7 separate regions of the Mus musculus genome follow, and all the other regions are linked to region 5. Evidence: chromatin contacts called from public HiChIP or PLAC-seq and promoter capture Hi-C data. All regions are on one chromosome and are shown on one strand. The core of a region is the stretch at or near the end of the contact, and the rest is flanking DNA. Distances in the headings are between cores, read along the strand shown. Region 1 has its middle 430 kb from the start of Gm39658. Region 2 has its middle 98 kb from the start of Gm39658. Region 3 has its middle 22 kb from the start of Gm26342. Region 4 overlaps Cps1 (carbamoyl-phosphate synthetase 1). Region 5 holds the start of Erbb4 (erb-b2 receptor tyrosine kinase 4). Region 6 overlaps Cps1 (carbamoyl-phosphate synthetase 1). Region 7 overlaps Erbb4 (erb-b2 receptor tyrosine kinase 4).

Region 1 (2,700 bases), core at 89-2,588, 1.3 Mb after region 5:
AGAGAGAGAGAGAGAGAGAGAGAGAGAGAGAGAGAGAGAGAGAGAGAGAGAGAGAGAGAGAGAGAGAGAGAGAGAGAGAGAGAGAGAGAGAGAGAGAGAGAGAGAGAACAACAAAACAAAACAAAAAACAAAAACAAAAAACAAAAGACAAAAAAACAAAAAAGGGAACATAAAGAGAGGTCCAGTGAGAAGCAAAGATATTCATGGCATCGAACTCCAAAAAGCCTCACCAATTTGAGGCACTATTTACCTCTGGCATCCCAGGAGATACCTGCCATTGAAAATAGGAGGGTGTTTTTATGTCTGACAGAGAAGCTGTTCAGTCTCTTAATAGAGTCTGCTGCAGAAGGCTAGGACACATAAAAATCATGCCAGTACCTAGGCTCTGGGCCTAGAAATGCTCATTTAAATTAGCTTGGATGTCATCCAGGCACACAATCCTTGTGAAAGACTCTGAGAAGATTCTATTGTGCCGTCAGAAGTAAGGACGACTGTTATACATATTGACTACTTTTCAGAAAGTGAGATGGGCTTGCCCAAGACTTTCCATCTAATAGGATAGAGCCCTGGGAAGCAGTGGACCCTTTCAATTTCTGACACTCCTGCCTATACTCCTGCCCCTTATAGGCAGTGTAACTTAGTCTCAGTTAATTATAACAGAGAATCAGACAGATTATCCAGTACCCTAGCAGAAGGGGATTTTATACTTATGGTTGTTCAGATATTAAGGAACATAACAAGGATCACGGCCATGTACTATTGAATTACAATTGTAAAGGTTTTTTTTCCTTTTATTTATATATGCTTCTGTACCCCATAAGAGAAACAGGCAGTACAAAAGTAAAGCAAGGTTGGCCAAGGAGTTAGGTACCCTTGGGGGTTGACTTTCACACCCAGATTGCCACATCTAAAAGCTGGGAATGCAGGGTCTTTGTGCTATGCAGTTTCATGTCGCTTTGTTTTCATGTCACAAGAGCAATTTTGATATAAGACAATATTGCTCTGAAAATAGAGCACTGTCCCCTGGAATGAAGGCAAAATGAGGATTTAGAACCCTTGCAGGTTGTTCTGTCAGGACTAATTTGAGTGTTAAAGTTCTATTTGCAAACCTGAGTAAACAGGAATGCAGACAGCTTGAACAAGATGAAATTGTGAGATTGCCCAAAGGAACAAGCCGATCAGGGAGAGCTCAGCATGCATTTGAATCAAGAGCATCTGCAGCAACTTTAACTCTCTTTCATGCGGTCTGGGCTTGACCGAAACAAGGGAGGCTTAACCTGTGACACCTGGCAAGGAGGGCAGAGAGCCATATACCAGACAATTTGATAGCCTCTGTAGGCTTTTGCAGCATATGAGGGCTTGTGCTAGACAATGCCTCTGTCCAATTCTTCTGCAGCTGTCCATCACAGAGGGCTCCAGCAAATTCTAATTCCTGATCTTGTCATCTGCAATAAATATTTATTGCATATTTAGGGAGATCATGGTTAAAAAAAAACTGAGTCTGAGCTAAATTCGTAAGATGATTTCTGTTTTAGACAATGCATTTAAAGACATATGACAGAATTACTCCTCTTAAAAATATTAAGTTTCTGCCTATTCAATTAAATACCCTTCAATAAGGTCTGCATCTAGGGTCTTCTCTGTTCAGAGAAAAAGTTATTGATGGCTTAAAAGGATTTCTTTTTTTTTTCTGTGCTGAGTTTGGTGTCTGTATGAATCAAGCAATACTGTGCTGTTCACAGTGGGCTCTGCCTCACCAAGGTGGCCAATGGGTAGTGTTTGGCCTCCTGAAGATTTTTTTGTTATTGTTGCTGCTCTTTGTTTGTGTTGAAGACCGAGAGTCTCACGTAGTCCAGGCTGTCCCACCCAGACCTTATGGACTGGTTTTGAACTCCTGACCTGTCTCCTTAGGTCTGGGATTGTAGGCATGACTCACACACCAGCCTAAGCTTTAGCCTGGTAATGGTTGCTTATGCAGCCACGGACATAAAAAGAACAGATGTGCCTGTGGTATGGACAAGGCTCGGATTCTGTGATGGAGGACATTATTTCCACAAGCTTTGATTCAGGATTGCTTATCATGCTGAAGAATAAAAGCCACACTGAGTATCCAGACTCCCCAGGCACAGAGGGAGGTCAGCTGCCATCTATACTGGCAAACAGTACAATAAACCTCTTCATTTCTTGATGGGTGTCAAGTGTCTTTTCTAGTTGTTTCTAGAGCTGTGCAGTGATGAAATAACTTTCCTGCTAACTAAAACTGTCGTGTCACTCTAGACTATAGCCACAGTGAAGACAGAACATTTTCTTTAGCAAATATTTTTCATCATATGTATAAGAGCAAATATGGACAAAAAAACCCCCTAAGCTATGAAAACAATATTAAAAGAAATGAATGAAAATAAATTCTGTAATAATATGCTTTTAATATTTAATATGATTTTTCAAAAACACATTAAATGGAGATTTGTGTGTATATATACTCATACATTGGGTTCAAAATTAGATTCTTTATGTCTGCTGTACAAAAATAGTCAAGTATTAGAGCCTAGTTGTTGGGCCATACTTAACAGAGTTCCCCTTCTGGAGAAAGTAGAGGAGAGGGGGACTTTTCTGCAGGCTGGTGTCAGTTCATTGTTTCTCCTTCCCAGATCTATATACTCTGCTGAGTGGTTCTGCTTGTAGTGGAACCTGCAGGAC
Region 2 (2,744 bases), core at 46-2,545, 1.6 Mb after region 5:
ATCTTTCTTTAGCTATTTTAGACATATGGATAAGCTCATTACCACGGCTCTGTGTTTGCCATTTCTTACTTCTCTCCTGCTCTTCCTCTTATTCCTCCTCCCTTCTCCTTCCCCCTTTCTATGCTCCTTCTCATTCTCCTCCTCTTTCCATCCCTCCTCTTCCTATCTGCAGATCTCTTTATCCACTTTCCCCACAATGAGCTTTATCATATCAGCCACAGGAAATCCACTATTGTGCATTCCTTGTCAAAAATAGTAGTGCTTTGAATACCTGAATCTAATTATAAGGATGAAATTGTCACTTATATTGTGCTGTCTTCTTATTTCCATAGCCTACCTCTTGGTAATTTTTATTGATAGACATTTGTTTAGAATAATAGACATAGGCAGGATTTTACTTTTTTTATGAAAAGTGGCTCACCTTTATTTTAAGTAGGACCATATATTAGGAGTTGGACTCAATCTAACTAGGTGGTATGCTGGCTTTGAATTTTTTAGCAGTGCATCTCACTTTCACACACCTCTTAATTGCCTTGCATTTAGGGTAGTGACCCTTCTAAGTATACTTACCCTACTAAGTATACTTAATGAAAATGTGTTTCTATGCTTTTAGTTCCCTATTTTTCAGTTCTCTCAGTACTTGTTGCATGTTTAGTTGGAATCTACCCTTGGCACTGTACCTTAGGGAGAGCTTGCTAGATCAAGCTACTTATTGTTTGATATTTGCTAGTCTGGCTGTGGAAAGCAGGGGATGGACATTCTTTTTTGGCTGTTAAAACTTTCAGCAGATACTGTGTCCTGTGGCTGTTGAAGCCCTAGTATTCTCTGTGTATCTTTCCATTTTAGTCTAGTAGAGGATTTTCACCTTGAAGAGTTTTTCATCTGTGCCCTTTCTACAGCTGCAGAAATTAGTGGGTTAGGGGAGACAAAGATCAAAAGGTTGCAGGCAGTGGTCTGTGTTCCTCTTAAAATGTGTCTCCTTCTCCAGTTTGAATGTGTGTGTGTGTGTGACAGACAGACAAACAGACAGACACAGAGAGACAGAGAGTGAGATAGAGAGAGACAGAGACAGAAACAGACAAAGAACAGAGATAGACAAACAGGAAGAGACAGACAGACAAACAAACAGAAGTATTGGCAGAGAGAGACAGACAGAGATAGAGAGACAGAGATACATATACAGAGAGAGAGAGAGAAAGAACATATGTTTGGATTCAGAAGGGAAATACCTACTAGAGCATGTGGACAATGCTTGTACTTTCAGCTGCCACGCTACGTCACATCTGTTATTTATCACTGTGAGCATGCAGTAGCCTAGCTTGCAGGTCTGGCTAGTGTCTTGCCCGGATAAGCTGGAGCCTCCTCCTCACCACCCCCCTCCATCATCAGTACTGACCTCCCTTATATTTTGAGCTTGATTTTTTTCTTTATGATGTCAGTGCTTCAGTGGGTTCAGAAAAGTCACAAATCTATGCTTGTCAGACCAGCCATCTGTTCTGTGATCTGAGTCGTGTTCTGTAAGTCAGAAGGACATCTTAAATGGATTATTTTTAATTTCTGCTACAAAATCTAAGAAACAAAGCTATACAACACTCTATACCAGTGGGCTTTATCATAAGGTTAATATTAAATTACTTAGTCAGTCAGTCAGTCTCGGTCAGTATATTTGCTTGGTGCCTATGCTGAAATCAGTTTGTTCTCAGTAAGGTGCTTGGGTAGAAATAACTGCATAGACATCTGATATGATGTGCATCACAATATTTAAGAACTCTAACAGAAAATAGAATAGTAAAAGTCTCATAATTGTTTTTATTACCATAATAAGGATTTATATGTCATATGTGATTCATTTGATTCATGTTTGATAAACAAACATATGGGAGGTGGATGAAATTAAGAAGAGAATTCATTTGTTTAGTCTAAGGCATTGATAAATAATAACTGAGATGTACGAAGTATAATCCAAATGGTGTATCAAGGAAAGCACAAAAAAAATACTCCTGGAAAACGTGAGCTTCTGAAAATGATGGCTTATATTTATATTTTTATAAACAGACTTGAAACTATACCCTAACTGCAGCAAAGGAGTTACAGCAAGTTATTTCCTTCCTAGATCTGGTCCCACTCCAGTCATCAAAGTCTTTTGATACACCATTGCCAGTATTACTGCACAGAGATTAAACATCTACTGAGCCAGGATGTAAAATCAGAAGTTAGAGATTACAGCAGGGTGATTTTTAACATGGAAAAGCCAGGAAATCACACCATTAGACCAGGGAAATTTTCTGAGTAAGTATGCACCCAAAAAATAATAATAATTACAACTATGTGTTCCATATGGTGGGAAGCAAAAACCTTCATAAACTTCTAGATCATTTCAAATGAAAGAAAATTTTCACCAAAAACCAACTGTACCCTGAGAAACAGCCAATAAGGGCAATTTTATCATACTACTTTATCCTAAATAAGTGTCTCACCATATCTCTTAAAGGGTGATCAAATATTCTCTACCTTACAAGCAAAATCAGGCCCAGACTCAGCCTATAATCAACTGTTATTTGGTCAAGCCAAGAACAGAGTGTGGCTTTATGTCTGAACAAGAGCATTTACTTCTGACAGCCTGACTTCTTGGGGCTTCTCTCATCAAACGCTCAGCACATAAACACACTGCCTGCAGCCTTGCATTGATTGTCAGCCCAATTAATTGCCATGAAAACTGCAGCTTTATTAAGTGTACTGCACTA
Region 3 (2,700 bases), core at 116-2,615, 1.9 Mb after region 5:
ATGGAAAATATTTACTGGGCACTAGACATTAGGATATATTCTTTAATAATGAAACCAAATAAAATTTTCAAGTTAGTCATCCCCTTCATAGCTTTATCTGTACTTGGATTCTCTCTCTCCCCATTCCTGCATGATATCCTATGGGGAAGTGACTTTGGAAGACATAAGAATCTTTGACTGTTCTTCCAGAAGGATGTATACATTTATTTGATGAACAAAAGCTCCTCCTGGTGGTTTATGGGTCTGTTCTAAGCAAAACCATAAAAGGAAATAATTTGGTAAGCTGGCAGTTTCTAGAAAAATGGGCTTTTACTATTGCTGGAAAAGCCTGATTTGTTTGTTTTATTTTGGAGAGGGATTGATCATTTTCCGTGTAGATATAAATTCTTTCCAAAAACAAAAGCTGTGAAGACCTAAATATGGTCTTTAAGCAATAGAAAGCAAGCACAAATGGTACTAATTTTGACTCACTGAGGGTTTTGATTTTCCTATCGGCTGTCTTGATCTCAACAGCTGCAGGTACTTAAGTTCTTTCTGCAGCCTTTGCACCCTCCATTATGCAGGAGAGAAGACTGAGAGACAATTATTACCAATTTTTTCATGGAACCCAAGGAGCCACTTAGAAGGGCACAGACATTCTCCCTCCTGCTACATTAACTTCACACTCACTAATCGCCACATGTCTGACAGAACAGCAAAGTGACATTTATTAAGGAAAATAGAAATTTTATATATTAGAACAAAGGGGAAAGAAATGGTAATAGAAAGAAGAGAGAAATAAAGTAGAGCTGGTCTTTTTCAAGTTAAGGGTGTCTCAAACAATCTGTAATGAAAGGTCTTTGTGGATTTGATTGGGTGTGCAAGAACATGTAAGGCACGTGTGCCTGCAGGGGGCCGCACCAGCAGCCAAATGGTAACGCTGGTGTGTAATTACAGAGCACTTAACTGCATTCAGACATGGTTTTGTTTCTCTGATAATTTCCACTTTCATTGTTCGAGAGGCCGTGGACACTGTAGAAGCTGAGGTTCAAGTACCTGCAGCTGTTGAGATAAATGATTGTTGGAGCTGCTTTTAAAAGTTTCCATCAGGAATTCTGCCTAACAGGAAAATTTCACAAAAGTACTTTAAAAATATTCCTCTCCCCTTTCCAAAGCTTTAAAATTCCAAATCTATAAATGGACTATTCTTTATCCCTCTTCTCCTCACAAGCCAGCTATACTCCCTTCCCACACAGAGAGTCCATCCTTTTCAAAAGCTATTATATTCTTAATATGGAAACAGCACTTCAGTTTACTGTTCGGCAATAGGACTGTTGTCACTGTGTTGACTGCACTTGTGATGTACAGCAAACTGAGAAATCTAAAAATGTGTTAACTTGCTTATATGAAAGACTCTGTACAAGGAGAAAACCTTGCTAAATCTGAACACAAGAGTCTCTATTTCCTTGCATTTCTCTCTTCCAACTAAATATTGTAAATGCGATATTTATTTGCACTTAAGTTTTATTTAAAAATGAGACATCTGGAAACAGAAAGGCAAAGGAATGTCATTTTCAGCACCATGGAGAAGGCATGTACGATTCACCCCCTAAAATAGAATTTATCCACAATTTGGTTGTTATTATTTTTCTCATTTTACTGTATTTTACAAATGACTTCAAATTAATTAATTAATTAATTAATTAATTAATTAATTAATATTCTTACTGTTCAAGACAGTACCTGAAGCCACATCTCCCCCCCCATATCATTGCAGGCAAATATTTAATTTTCTGTGACTATATATGTGTGTGTGTGTGTGTGTGTGTGTGTGTGTGTGCGTGTGTACTATATGTATATATAAAATTTGTTATCATGATACGATTGTTTAGGTGTCTTAAGCATGTCACTTGCCTTCGGAATGTCTAGTTTCTATAGGGATTACTCACAGGGATATTGTGAGGATTGGTAAGTTAATTCATGGCTATTTAGAACCACCTTGAAAAATAGTAGGAACTCTATAAACTTCATATTAGACTTGTGGCTTTGAAACTACTAACAAGTAGTTTATTAATAAGAAAGCATTAGGATATGTGGGTCAAGTATAGTAAGCATTCAACACAAAATATTCTGTAATATTAAATATTTTCAGGCAAACAAAAATAAATATGAAATAAAAGAACTATAAAGTACAACGGTCTCATCCACAGTCACTGGGACAAGAGTTAGTGAACCTGGAACATCTCCTGTTGTAGACCTGTACAAAATATCATCAATTAACTCTAGTGTGAAAGAAAATGAGCAAGTTAGTCATGGTATCATCTTCTCAGAGCCATCACAAAACTGAATTCTATGTTCTTAGTCTGGCTTTGAACATCACTGTACCCACTGGTACTGTCTTCATCAGATGTTTGTCAGCTCTGAATTCAGTTACTGTCCTCTGTGTTATACAAGACATTCTTAAAGTGTATCATAGTTTTAAAGTTTATTATATGTATCTATCAAGTGGTAGAGCACCTATTTAGCATTAGGGTCTATGCTCTACCAAACACTGCAGGGTCTCATTATAGATACTTAGATACTTAGAGCAAGACATGGAAGGATAATGGTTATAACTAAATATTATTTTATCATAGCTATGTTTGTAACCTATATAAAGTTGTTTCAAAAACTAAGCAAGGGTATCCTGGCTCCAACTCCTTTTTATCACAGAAAGCAGAT
Region 4 (2,700 bases), core at 100-2,599, 1.9 Mb after region 5:
GTTTGTTTTACTGTAAATTCTCCTATGAATATTGAAGGTTTTGTTACTTGGTGGTTGTAGTTTGGATTTTGAGTTTGCTCCAGTAACTGAATGTCCTCTCTTACAAATTAAGCCAGATAAAAACTTCAGGGAAGACCAGAAAGGACTCAATAGATGAGGGTTCATTTAGACTGTTACACACACACACACACACACACACACACACACACACACACACACACTAAACCTTTGGAGGCCGTCTGGGTTCTATTCACAAGTCCTAGAAGATGAGATGTTTTCTTCAGTCAATAAGCATGTCTCATACTGCCTTCTGAGAGTATCAAGTGTTTGGTTCTTTATTTGCATACCATTCATGTGAATCAAATTCTAGCTGAACAAAACTTGAGTGGAGAAGTTGGATGCACCTTCCAGTTGGAAATACTGCTATTTCTAATTTCTCTTGGCTCTAATATATGACCCTGAAAGATTATTCTTAAACTTTACCAGTGAGCTTACTTCTGTTGCTTCACTAGACATCACAAATGTCAACAAAAGTATTCACTTTGCAATTATTTGGAAAGACCAAAAAATAAATAAAATGGCCAGTCACAGTGCTCAAATTCTATGAAATAATTGCATCTTTTCTAATCTGAGGTGCTAACATGGTCTTGCAGCTAAATTTTAAATTTAAAACAAAATATTTAGCATGAATTGCATGAAGATAGTAACCATTTTACTGCTTAGCTTTTCTTAGGTTCATCATGAGTAGTTAAAACCATACTGGGTTGACTATTGTGAACTGATATTTCCAAACAATAGGAAGGACCAAAAAAAAAAAAAAACTGCAAATATCTAAGAAGCAACTTAGATGCCCAGCACTGCTCCTGAGGAGGCTCCTGGATGCAGGAGAGGAGTCACTCCAGACATGCCAGGTTTGTCAGGGTAGGAGTCATTGTGAGATTTGGTGGGATGGGTGTGCTAGAATACTGAACCAAGAGCTGATATTGAAAGAAAGAAAGAAAGAAAGAAAGAAAGAAAGAAAGAAAGAAAGAAAGAAAGAAAGAAAGAAAGAGAGAGAGAAAGAAAGAGAGAGAGAGAGAGAGAGAGAGAGAGAGAGAGAGAGAGAAGAGAGAGAAGAGAGAGAAGAGAAGAGAAGAGAAGAGAAGAGAAGAGAAGAGAAGAGAAGAGAAGAGAAGAGAAGAGAAGAGAAGAGAAAAGAAAAGAAAAGAAAAGAAAAGAAAAGAAAAGAAAAGAAAAGAAAAGAAAAGAAAAGAAAGATATCTAGGTTAGAAACACACTGCTCTAAGCATTCCTTTGGGTTCTTATTTTAAAAGTCACGTAAATCATGTGACCAAGCAGGCTGCTTTTTCCCCTCCCTGCTGCCCCTTTTCCTGACCCTGCTGCTGTTTATTTTCCCTCTGTGGATACACATCCAGTTGCCATAGGGATTTTTTTAAACTCACAGATGGGGGATTAAAATTTCATTCCAGTTATGAGATGGAAAGAGCAAGAGGGAATTCATTTGCATAGCACAACAATTGTAAATTTCAGAACTAAATATATTAGAATGATAATGCATAAAATAGCACCATAACATTGCTTTGAGCTTCTTAAGGGCTTTCCCCCTTTAAATTTAAGAAAAGATTAAAATTTACTCTATGATATTCGTGGGGGAATTTAATACAAAATGCATGGTACCAAAACACACTCCCTGAGAATATTATGTACCAATTATTTTGGTTTCTTGAGTCTTCACACACAAGCATCTCTGATTTTTTTTCAAGTATATAACAGACATCATCTGGCTGGCATACCTCAGTGTCTGTTGGCCCCGGGCTGACCTCTGGGTGGAACTGCACAGCGAAGAAAGGTTTGCTCTCATGCATAATCCCCTAAAGAAATAAGAAACAGGGAGAAATTCCATCTATGACAACAAATGTCAAGTATGGCAATGTATTATTCAGGAGATAATAAAGTTCAAATAGGAAACCAAGTTAAGTGCTTAATAAAGTTCTGGAAAAGCCCCAGTACTATTAAGTAACATGGTTGGAGACATTAAAGATTCACCTGTCTATTTAAGTAAGAATACAAAACAGCCCAACAAAGAAACAGCTGGATGAGGGTTCCATAATATAATAATTTTAAAAAATGAATGTGGTCTATAACCTTTGAGTCTCTTCTGGGATCTCTTCAAAATAAAACAAAATTCTCATATCCAACATGTAAATGACTTTCCCAAAGTTCTTCTTATAGAGGGTACTCTAGTGCTAAGTGAGACTCAAGGACACACCAAGGGCTTCCTCCAAACTGATCTGTATCAACTGACCCCTAATTATGATGGATATATAAGGTGGATTCTGGAGGAGGGTGCAAGTGCTGACTCTTAACAAGTCAACTAATTAGAAAGTAAGAGAGCAATTACTTTTTTTAAGTGACAGGCTGTTTGGGGAGATCACTCTATGGCTTAGAGCATTTGGACTACAAGCAAAAGGACCTGAATCCAAGTCCCTATCTTCTGTGTAAGTATCTAAGCAAATGAATGCATGTGCTTATAACCTCAGCATTAAGGAATGGAGCTAGACACTTCCTGAGAGCTTATTTATTGGCCGTACAGCCAAACCAAAGCTATCCAGTTCAATGAGTGACCCTGTCATAAGACAGTAATGTGAAGAACAATCCAGGAAGAAACTGGGTGTCCTGCTTGGGGCTCCCCATGTGCAC
Region 5 (2,700 bases), core at 141-2,640:
CACATAGCAAAGGAGTATCCTCTGACTCACTACAGGTTCTGGCCCCAGCATAGAGCAGTTTTAGACCTGTGGCCTCTCAGACTACAGTAATCCCTTCCAGGGCATTTTAGACTTAGAGAAACTTAGTCGTACAGCGGTTGATGACCTTGGAAGCACACACCCTGCAAAGAGGGCAAGTGCAGGGCCTCAAGCTGGCCCTGCTATGGCGTGGCCCTAACGGCTCGAAGGTCAGCTAAGATCTCACCTCCTAAACACCTTCAGACCGAACAGCACAGACGAGAGAGTTTGCATAATTTCAGAATCAAAGAATGTGGTTTCACAAATATGGATTTTTAAGTTTGGCCCAATGTCATCTTGGGAAGGTGGGAGAGATGGCTTATTTGGAAAAAAAAAACTATTGGAAGATTTCATCTTACCTGCGAGGCTACCAGCTACCTACAATATCCATTCTAAAGTACTAAGTATGCTAAGTATGGAATATTCTGGGTGATGGCGAGGGACAAAGATATTTTATTCCCAAAGCAACGTTGACTTTCTATTTCTAGGGAAGGTTCTGTGTATGGACTGACACCTTGGAGCAATAAAGAAAATGCCCTGTTCTTGTGTCAAAAAATTCGTTCAGCAAGCATTCCTTCTGGTGGACTGACTACTCAGCGGGCCAGCTGTCCAGGGCCTCTGCCGGGGCAGCCCCAAGGGGAGCGTTTCAGACAGTGGTCTCCACTGAGCTTCTCAGATCCTGCTTCCCCAAGCTCCTACCATGACCCTGCTGCTCCCACTGTCTGACAGGTGTTTTTCCAACTCTAGAGGCAGAGGATTTTGGGGAGTGTCTGAGCCAATAAGATTTCTCCTTAGGGGGAGGGCGTGGCTACATGGGTCAGAGCAGGGGCGGGGCTTGCGCAGCGGAGGAAAGCCTGGCTGGTTGTGTGGAGGGTTGTTTGATTCCCACCCCCCACTCCCCTCTTTTTTTTCTTTCTTTTCTTTTCTTTTCTTTTTCAAAAATCTTTCTTCTGACTCTTATTAATTTCTCTGTGGGGCTGCGGCTGGAGACCGCGGAGCGTTGGAAATGACGTTCGGAGCTTTAATTACTGCAATGGCTGGACAAGTGTGAGGAAAGCTGACAGTGGAAAAAAAGGGGGACAGGATCGGGGAGAAGCAAAGAAGCAACACCCCCTCCTTTTCCCTCCAGATTTGGACAGGAGGTGCAAGGAGACTGAAGAGAGAGCTGAACATAGCCCGGTTTTGGGGGGAGAGGCCGGAACCCCGCCGCCTCTTTGCAATCAACTTTTTTTGGAAGCCTTTATTCCCTCTTTCTTTTTATTGTTGACCAACCAGTGAGGAGAGCGAGCGAGCGAGCGAGAAAGTGAGGAGGGAACGAGCGAGCGGAGGATCACTCCGGGAACTAGCTGTACGTTGTGCTCGGAGCACCAGCCGCACAGTCGCGCTCACTCCCACCCGCGCGCCCTCCTCCGCGGCCCCTTGCCGGGTCCGCGGGTCCACGGGTCCTGGAAGCCGCCGCCGTCGCCGACTGGCTCTCCGGCCCCGGGAAGCCCGTGCACCAAGCGCGCCGCGCCCGCCCCCCTTGCGCCCCCCACGCGCTCCCGGCTGAGGGGGGGAGATCTCCTCCGCGTGCTCGCAAGTGGCTATGGTATTTGGACATGTAATTGTCAGCGCGGGATCTGAGACTTGCCAAAAATGAAGCTGGCGACGGGACTCTGGGTCTGGGGGAGCCTTCTGATGGCAGCGGGGACCGTCCAGCCCAGCGCTTCTCAGTCAGGTGGGTCGCGGTCTCGCGGTTCCCGGTCGCGCTCCAGCTGTTGAACCCGCCACTGCCTCCGGTGTTTCCCTTCTCCCTCGCCCCTCTGTCACCCTTAGGCTCCAGGGACCCTAGGGACCGGGCTTCTGCCTTGGGTCGCCCCTAGCTCCATCCCAAACTTACCTTTGTGTGTGCGTGCGTGTGTTTTTAATTGATGCTACAAATGACTTCGCTTTCCTGCCACCCTCTATATTATTGTCCCCCCTCTCGCCCTCTCTTTAGCCCCCTTCTTTCTTTCTCGCGCGTTTTCTGGGAGCCTAAGCGGGATCGCTTCTGGTGGCGCCCGTTGTTCGGGGCGTGGGAGACCTGAGCCCGTCAGTGGAGGTTCCCTCCTTCTCGAGCTGGGAAGGGGGGGGGGGGGAATCAAACCAAACCGGAGAATCGCTGCACCTCTTCGGGCTGCCAGGAGGTTCCTGAGCTGAGCCTGGCTGGCCTTCCCCGGGGTGCAGGGCTGCGGCGGAGCGCGGCCGGGGAGCCGGGCTTGGCACCTGAGCATGCTGGCGCAGGGTCCCTGGCCCGAGTCTCCAGTAGCCTGCGGGGTCACACCGGACGCCCAGCCCTATCCGGGCAGCTGGAGCGCACCGGGTGCGCGCCTCGGCCGGGGGCCAGGGACTCTGGGCCTTCTTAGTTGGCATCTCTAGGCTGTCTTGAGATTGACTTGGGGCGAGAAAGAGGGTGTGTGTGTGTGTGTGTGTTGGGCGTGCGACTCTTCAGCCAGCATGATCTCTCTCTCTCTCTCTCTCTCTCTCTCTCTCTCTCTCTCTCTCTCTCTCTCTCTCTCTCTCTCTCTCTCTCTCTCTCTCTCTCTAAAAGAGCCTGGCATACTGAGTCCAGAGCTCGGCCTTCCCTCCCCATGCTGGACTTGGCTCTGGGAAGAGTTCTTCCAG
Region 6 (2,700 bases), core at 52-2,551, 1.9 Mb after region 5:
GTCAAACGGCCACCATAACTAGAGGACAAGTGGTGTATTTTAACATGATGGGAGTCAATTCTGCACATATCATCTGGCACACATTCAGAGTCCCTATTATAGTAAATAATGCTGACGGCTGAATTCATTCTTTAAGCAAATGACTCTCTCTTGCAGGGCAAGGAAAGTTCTCATGAGTGTAACCTTCAGCTGACCACAAGTACATGCCTGCTTTTTCACTCCACAGTGAACATTTTAATCAGTCATATGCTGGCCAATCAACTCGAGCAATGTCAGTGGAAGTTAATGAGTCTCACTTCCACTGAAAGGAACCCTGTAGTCTGATCAGAAGTGCAAGTACCCAAAACAGGTGTCCCAGCAAAGTCAAATAGCCCTGTGAAGATTGGGACTACATCCTCACTTTATCCCTGTAAAATAAAATGCCCCTTAATTAGATAAGATGGTGGGTGCTTATGCCACTATACAACAAGCCACTTAAACACTATAAAAGTGTCTTTGAAGCATAGCTGAGATTTCTAAACTGGACTTATTATTCTGTATTCAGTTATGAAACAGAATTTAAAATATCATACTTGATGACACTTGGAATTATGACTTTAATATTAGAAAAATTATTTTTATGGTTTAGAAAGGAGACAACACATAGGAACAGCTTCTAAGTGGTTCACATTATCCTCATTGAATGAAACAGAGAGGACATAAACCCTGAAAACAATCAGGCCACACCAGAGAAGGAGAAAAGAAAGAAACCTCTCCATGTTCTGCCTCTGCATCCACTGAGAACAGAATCATGGGATCAGAGTGAACCTGAAACAGCATCATTTGTCTGGGAATAATGTAAGACCCATAGCTCACAGCTAGGCCTGTTTTCCAGCTGAATTAAAAGACATGGCAAAAGGATCAAGAGCCACTTTCTAAGAATGTAACTATATCACCACAGTCTCTCATCCCTCACTGCCTATCTTGTGGTCCCACTTGGCTTCTCAACAAAGCTCGTGCTTGTAACCAAGCAACCATAGAAAACATCTGGCATTCCTTGCAATTAAATATTCTCCTATTTACATTCTCTCCTTAATATGAAGAGAGACCATGAGGTTTCACAGCCTGGTGTTGCCACTCCAGTGAGGACAGATGAGAATCTGAAGGTGGGAGCCAGTATGTCTGTCAAGGGCTAGGTGATTCATAAAATGTCCTGACACTGACATGTAGCGAACTTTCTAGAATCTGACAGCTCTCTATGGCATAACACATTTCACATTCTTAAAGAAACCTTCACCTGATGCAATCCCAACACAAGAGAAGAGGGACACCCAGTGGCCAGTCCCATTATAGTTTTTAGACCAGCCTCAAGAGATTGAAGCAGGGATTCATCTTAAAGGTGGGCTGGAATATTTCATGTTCACAATTTCCACAATTCACATCTATGACCTTTTAATGATGTCATTTTACACATTTCTAGTAAAGATGTGCTGTTCTGCTTCAATCATAGCAAGCCAGAGGTTCTGTCGCTACAGAAGTATGTGAGAACTTTAAAAAGAATGACACAGGATATACTCAGATGTCTAGAGAAACCCATGACTGTTGTTTACAGTGGGTAATGTGGAAATGAATTAAGTACACATGTATTCTCAATTCCCAGGTTCACATGTAAAAATGTCAACTTGTTACAAAAGGTAGAAGACTTCCCTTTAATTCAAACTTCCTATTCCTTTGAGTTCTCCAGGGAAGGTGAAAGCTTGTGAAGTTTATGTTTCTCTTGCCACTGATAACTTTCCTTACATGATGACCATATTCAGATCACAGACACATAGATTTCCAAGTCAACTTAACAAAAGTGCTAATGGATCATTAGCTATTTACCTCTCCAGTAGAAGCCATCTCACATCTCAGAATAGGGTCAGCATCTCTCAGTCGGGGCCAGGAAAACATTGGAGCCTGTTAGACGCAATAGGGAAGAAAAACACCGTGAGATAAAGGGATGAAAGAAATCACCTCCCACGGGATTCATTAGGGCCAGGGTACATGAGCAGAAAAATAAACTCTCTTTGGCTAAAAAATCTGACTTGAAAAATAGCTTTAAAATTCTGTTCCAAGAAGATGTTTGTATTCCTTGCCCAAAAGTTGGGTGAAGTAATCACAAACGGTCTCTGTAAACAGATGCCCTGTGACCAGTCTAGACCAGTACTGCTAATCTGGCCTGCATATATTCGTATTGGAACTATTTCAAACAACATCTACTGGGCATGAGTCTCCCAAACACAGAGTTCAAACACATTTTCCTTGATAGGCTCTTGGAACATTCCTCTCCTTATTTCATTCATTTGAACTTGCAGCAAGCCACCTTGCCAGACATGGCTGTCTGTGAGCGGACTTCTGAGACATTACAGTGCTGTTGATACCTCTTAAAAGCTTTGAAAAACATTCACTTGGAAACATTTTTTTCCGTCTTTTTTCATACAATACAAGCAAGAACACTGAAGTACTTCCTTTTCAATTATTTTATCAGTGTGGCTCCTAAGGACTTGAGTTCTTATTTCTTAACATTTGCCTGTTTATCTGGTCTAGACGATCCTTCTGTTGATAGCCACACTTTCTAAGTTGTGGGAAAATGAGCTTGGGGTAATTTTATTGGATGATCTTAATAAAGTTATTATATGCTCCTATCTTCCAGCTTTCTTCTTCTGCTACTTTCCTGTCAGC
Region 7 (2,700 bases), core at 88-2,587, 1.1 Mb after region 5:
TGCCCACCAGACTGTTAAGCTTGCATGCCCTAGAGGATAAAAGGTTGAAAATCCATAATAGTTACTATGTGGAAGTGTCTAGGCAATAAATTAGTGCTGATGGATTAACGATGTCTTACAGACACATTTTCAGATAGCAGGATCTATACTCTTGGCTCTTGAAATTGCTATAGTTTGTTATACTTGCTGTCAAAAATTATAATTATTTGAAGATAAAAGCTCATTAAGTGCATGCTTAATTGAGATAGATGCTAGGCAGTTATTTAAATATGTATTATTTTTGTTTTCTAAGAACATACATTGGTGTGATGTAATCAGATAAAGGTTCAAATAGGTATCATGCAACTGTAAGGCGAATTTTGAGGAATTGAAAAGTGCATCAAACACTACATTTTCTGCACTTGCTAAGACTTGCCTTCTCTGTAACCTATGGTATTTGGGTTCAAGTCAATCATACCATGTCCCAGGGACAGGGACACGACATTAAACTTCCTCTATCCATCACCCTTACTAATCGCCCCACCATGAACACACTCCATATCACCCACCGGCTCTAACCCATCTCTATCTCTGTCCTGCTGACAGTAAATCCTCTCACCAGCTAATTGAATGAGTGCACCTGGTGCTGCCTCCCAAAGATCCACAAAGCCAGACTTTGATGGACAGCAGAAAGTGGCTCAATGTGAAAACAAAGCCTTTTAACTGAGAGCCCGGCTTTGTTCTGCTCAGGACTCTAAGGTCACGGCAGCTCATTCTGGCTGTGGTGGGGATCTTAATTTTCACTCATCCAATTTACTTGCAGCTGTCATTCTTTCCAATATTAAAAGTTCAGCGCCTCGAGTGCAGGGAATTTAAGAAAGAGGGGGAAAGAGACGCTCTTGTTGCAAACTAAAAACAGCAAAAGCAAGTAAAAGCTGGCTTGGCTCTGAAGTATAAAAAGTTATTTTCAAAGCCCATAAATTATGACATAGTGATTAACATGTAATTTAAATATATTTAAACAACAATTATATCACATTTCCAGCCCAGCTAATTGGCCTCACAGATGTTCCCTTGGAGCTGCGTTGCCCTTCCACGGGGAAATGAATGAGGTGCCTTTTATCGTGGAAACCAGATAAAAAAGCAAAGGGAAAGAAAAATGGAAACAGAAACATAAAAAGCAGCCAGTAACCCTAAAAACAATGCACGTTAAGGGTTTTGTGTAGAATTTGTTTCCATTTTAAAGTCTGAAAACCGGAGGCGGGGGGAGGGGGGGAGGGGGGGCATGAAGACTTGCTATTACTGTGGTGCTGTTTGGCAGTGTGTCCAGAGAGGGAGCTGGCAGGTTCTTGATGGGAGAATTGTCAAAGCAGGAACAGGAGATGCATTCGATGAGACAGAGCCTCCCTTCTTCTCTCAGAGCAGGCTAACTGCAAAAATCCAGTTATTAGCAATATACCACCTTCACAACTTCCTGAAAATGAAGATAGATAATGGACTGTTTCCTGACTAAGAATGGTTTGTGAGTTAGTCCTTTGATCATTCATTTTTCAAGTTATACACACACACACACACACACACACACATACACACACACACACACACACACACATACACACACACACACACACACACACAAAATGCACAATCAACTCTAGCTTTAGCTGTGATCCAAATTGAGCATTAGCCAGAACAGGCATTTTTGCCAAGTAAGAAGTCAAAGGAACACAGGTAATTACTATTATTTTTGAACACTTTTCCTTCTTTCTCCTGTGAATTCATGCCAGCAGCATGATTCTTTAGTGTTTGATTGATTCTACTTCCAGAATCTCAGGCAATATCTGATAGAGCTGTATACATCACAAAAGACTCATCTGTGTCCATATCTCTTCTAGTATGCTGTAGTATTTCCAACATCTGTAACAGTGACCAGTGATTTTTATCATGAATATTTAATAAATATTTGTTTAATACTAATCAGTGATTGATGATAAGTCTGGGGTTTGTAATGTTATAACACTGATATGTGTTGAAAGCCGCCTGATATGGACAGATCCCATATTTTATTTTTTAAAACTCCTCAATTTTACAAATTACTGAACTGTATAAAGTATTTCTTTCTCAAATATTATGAACAAGTAGAATTGATTTTCTGTCTTTATAAAGGACAGCAAGATCTGCCCATACTTATAATGGTTAGAGAACAGATAAGCATTAAAAAGCTATCTTTAATGGACATCTTTGACATGAGATTGCTTGACTTCAGAATCCTTATTAGCTGACATATTCTTACATTCTATATAGAGTCTATATTTATATAATAGTGCAGACCATAATTTGTCATTCTGAAGAAGAATATAGTGACCAGGGATAAAGAAGGGGATATGAGATATTTTACAACTGAATATGAATGATTAGACCTGGAGCCTAAAATTTCTAACAGGACAAAAATCATACGTATATAGTATAGTAACAAGTCCTATGAATTGAATGTTAAATATATCTATAAAAATAACATAAATGCCCGTACTTTGCTGAAAGAAGCCAGAATATATATACATATATATATACATACACACAGACATACAGGCATATATATATATATGTATGTGTATATATATATATACAGATATTGCTTAAGGAGAAAAATAGGTGAGAGCTTGTCATTTGCAAAAACATAGATGGGCCTAGTGATTTTATCCTAAGTGAAACAAGGCAGAC

Evidence for each region. Promoter capture Hi-C pulls out the DNA fragments that hold promoters and counts their contacts. HiChIP or PLAC-seq counts read pairs in DNA pulled down with a chosen protein or histone mark.
Region 1: an H3K27ac HiChIP or PLAC-seq map of VIP interneurons shows a contact between it and region 5, with 10 times the contacts expected there. The contact joins the enhancer-like site here to the promoter of Erbb4 in region 5. A contact is called at or near these places in 11 of 39 promoter capture datasets (the 3T3-L1 cell line, the C10 cell line, cranial neural crest and 7 more), 8 of 115 datasets of contacts at active chromatin or transcription factors (VIP interneurons, astrocytes, embryonic forebrain and 5 more) and 2 of 9 other capture datasets (embryonic stem cells and embryonic tail).
Region 2: an H3K4me3 HiChIP or PLAC-seq map of neural tube shows a contact between it and region 5, with 14 times the contacts expected there. The contact joins the enhancer-like site here to the promoter of Erbb4 in region 5. A contact is called at or near these places in 3 of 39 promoter capture datasets (cranial neural crest, frontonasal cranial neural crest and hippocampal neurons), 1 of 484 Hi-C or Micro-C datasets (cerebral cortex) and 10 of 115 datasets of contacts at active chromatin or transcription factors (astrocytes, embryonic forebrain, embryonic limb bud and 6 more).
Region 3: a contact with region 5 is called in a promoter capture Hi-C map of second pharyngeal arch cranial neural crest. The contact joins the enhancer-like site here to the promoter of Erbb4 in region 5. A contact is called at or near these places in 6 of 39 promoter capture datasets (cranial neural crest, frontonasal cranial neural crest, hippocampal neurons and 3 more), 2 of 484 Hi-C or Micro-C datasets (cortical neurons and cumulus cells) and 10 of 115 datasets of contacts at active chromatin or transcription factors (VIP interneurons, astrocytes, embryonic forebrain and 7 more).
Region 4: a promoter capture Hi-C map of second pharyngeal arch cranial neural crest shows a contact between it and region 5. The contact joins the enhancer-like site here to the promoter of Erbb4 in region 5. A contact is called at or near these places in 9 of 39 promoter capture datasets (the 3T3-L1 cell line, the C10 cell line, cranial neural crest and 6 more), 1 of 484 Hi-C or Micro-C datasets (cardiomyocytes), 11 of 115 datasets of contacts at active chromatin or transcription factors (SST interneurons, VIP interneurons, cardiomyocytes and 7 more) and 1 of 9 other capture datasets (embryonic stem cells).
Region 6: an H3K4me3 HiChIP or PLAC-seq map of neural tube shows a contact between it and region 5, with 32 times the contacts expected there. The contact joins the enhancer-like site here to the promoter of Erbb4 in region 5. A contact is called at or near these places in 13 of 39 promoter capture datasets (the 3T3-L1 cell line, 3T3-L1-derived adipocytes, the HPC-7 cell line and 8 more), 1 of 484 Hi-C or Micro-C datasets (cumulus cells), 13 of 115 datasets of contacts at active chromatin or transcription factors (SST interneurons, VIP interneurons, embryonic basal ganglia and 9 more) and 1 of 9 other capture datasets (embryonic stem cells).
Region 7: a contact with region 5 is called in an H3K4me3 HiChIP or PLAC-seq map of stem cell-derived neural progenitor cells, with 8 times the contacts expected there. The contact joins the enhancer-like site here to the promoter of Erbb4 in region 5. A contact is called at or near these places in 13 of 39 promoter capture datasets (the 3T3-L1 cell line, 3T3-L1-derived adipocytes, the C10 cell line and 9 more), 1 of 484 Hi-C or Micro-C datasets (cerebellar granule neurons), 11 of 115 datasets of contacts at active chromatin or transcription factors (VIP interneurons, astrocytes, differentiating embryonic stem cells and 6 more) and 3 of 9 other capture datasets (embryonic stem cells, embryonic tail and embryonic trunk).

The regions. Positions count from the first base shown.
Region 1 is chr1:67,801,194-67,803,893 of GRCm38.p6, reverse strand. No RefSeq gene overlaps it. Among named protein-coding and RNA genes, the nearest start is that of Gm39658, 430 kb to the right of the region's middle. Within about 2 kb of position 1,338, at least 7 of the 459 cell types and tissues checked have an H3K27ac peak or open chromatin away from gene starts, as enhancers often do. A contact at or near this core is called in VIP interneurons, where this site is marked.
Region 2 is chr1:67,464,297-67,467,040 of GRCm38.p6, reverse strand. No RefSeq gene overlaps it. Among named protein-coding and RNA genes, the nearest start is that of Gm39658, 98 kb to the right of the region's middle. Within about 2 kb of position 1,295, at least 9 of the 459 cell types and tissues checked have an H3K27ac peak or open chromatin away from gene starts, as enhancers often do. A contact at or near this core is called in neural tube, where this site is marked.
Region 3 is chr1:67,233,911-67,236,610 of GRCm38.p6, reverse strand. No RefSeq gene overlaps it. Among named protein-coding and RNA genes, the nearest start is that of Gm26342, 22 kb to the left of the region's middle. Within about 2 kb of position 1,365, at least 10 of the 459 cell types and tissues checked have an H3K27ac peak or open chromatin away from gene starts, as enhancers often do. A contact at or near this core is called in VIP interneurons and second pharyngeal arch cranial neural crest, where this site is marked.
Region 4 is chr1:67,158,035-67,160,734 of GRCm38.p6, reverse strand. Cps1 (carbamoyl-phosphate synthetase 1) reads right to left here. Exons shown (of 38, transcript NM_001080809.2): 11 at 1,794-1,871. Among named protein-coding and RNA genes, the nearest start is that of Cps1, 36 kb to the right of the region's middle. Within about 2 kb of position 1,349, at least 2 of the 459 cell types and tissues checked have an H3K27ac peak or open chromatin away from gene starts, as enhancers often do. A contact at or near this core is called in second pharyngeal arch cranial neural crest, where this site is marked.
Region 5 is chr1:69,106,749-69,109,448 of GRCm38.p6, reverse strand. Erbb4 (erb-b2 receptor tyrosine kinase 4) reads left to right here and starts at 1,390. Exons shown (of 27, transcript NM_010154.2): 1 at 1,390-1,774. The coding sequence starts at 1,693.
Region 6 is chr1:67,217,087-67,219,786 of GRCm38.p6, reverse strand. Cps1 (carbamoyl-phosphate synthetase 1) reads right to left here. Exons shown (of 38, transcript NM_001080809.2): 33 at 1,861-1,935. Among named protein-coding and RNA genes, the nearest start is that of Gm26342, 39 kb to the left of the region's middle. Within about 2 kb of position 1,301, at least 9 of the 459 cell types and tissues checked have an H3K27ac peak or open chromatin away from gene starts, as enhancers often do. A contact at or near this core is called in SST interneurons, neural progenitor cells and neural tube, where this site is marked.
Region 7 is chr1:68,045,253-68,047,952 of GRCm38.p6, reverse strand. The region is part of intron 25 of Erbb4 (erb-b2 receptor tyrosine kinase 4); the gene reads left to right. Among named protein-coding and RNA genes, the nearest start is that of Gm39658, 680 kb to the right of the region's middle. Within about 2 kb of position 1,337, at least 58 of the 459 cell types and tissues checked have an H3K27ac peak or open chromatin away from gene starts, as enhancers often do. A contact at or near this core is called in VIP interneurons, differentiating embryonic stem cells, embryonic forebrain and 3 more, where this site is marked.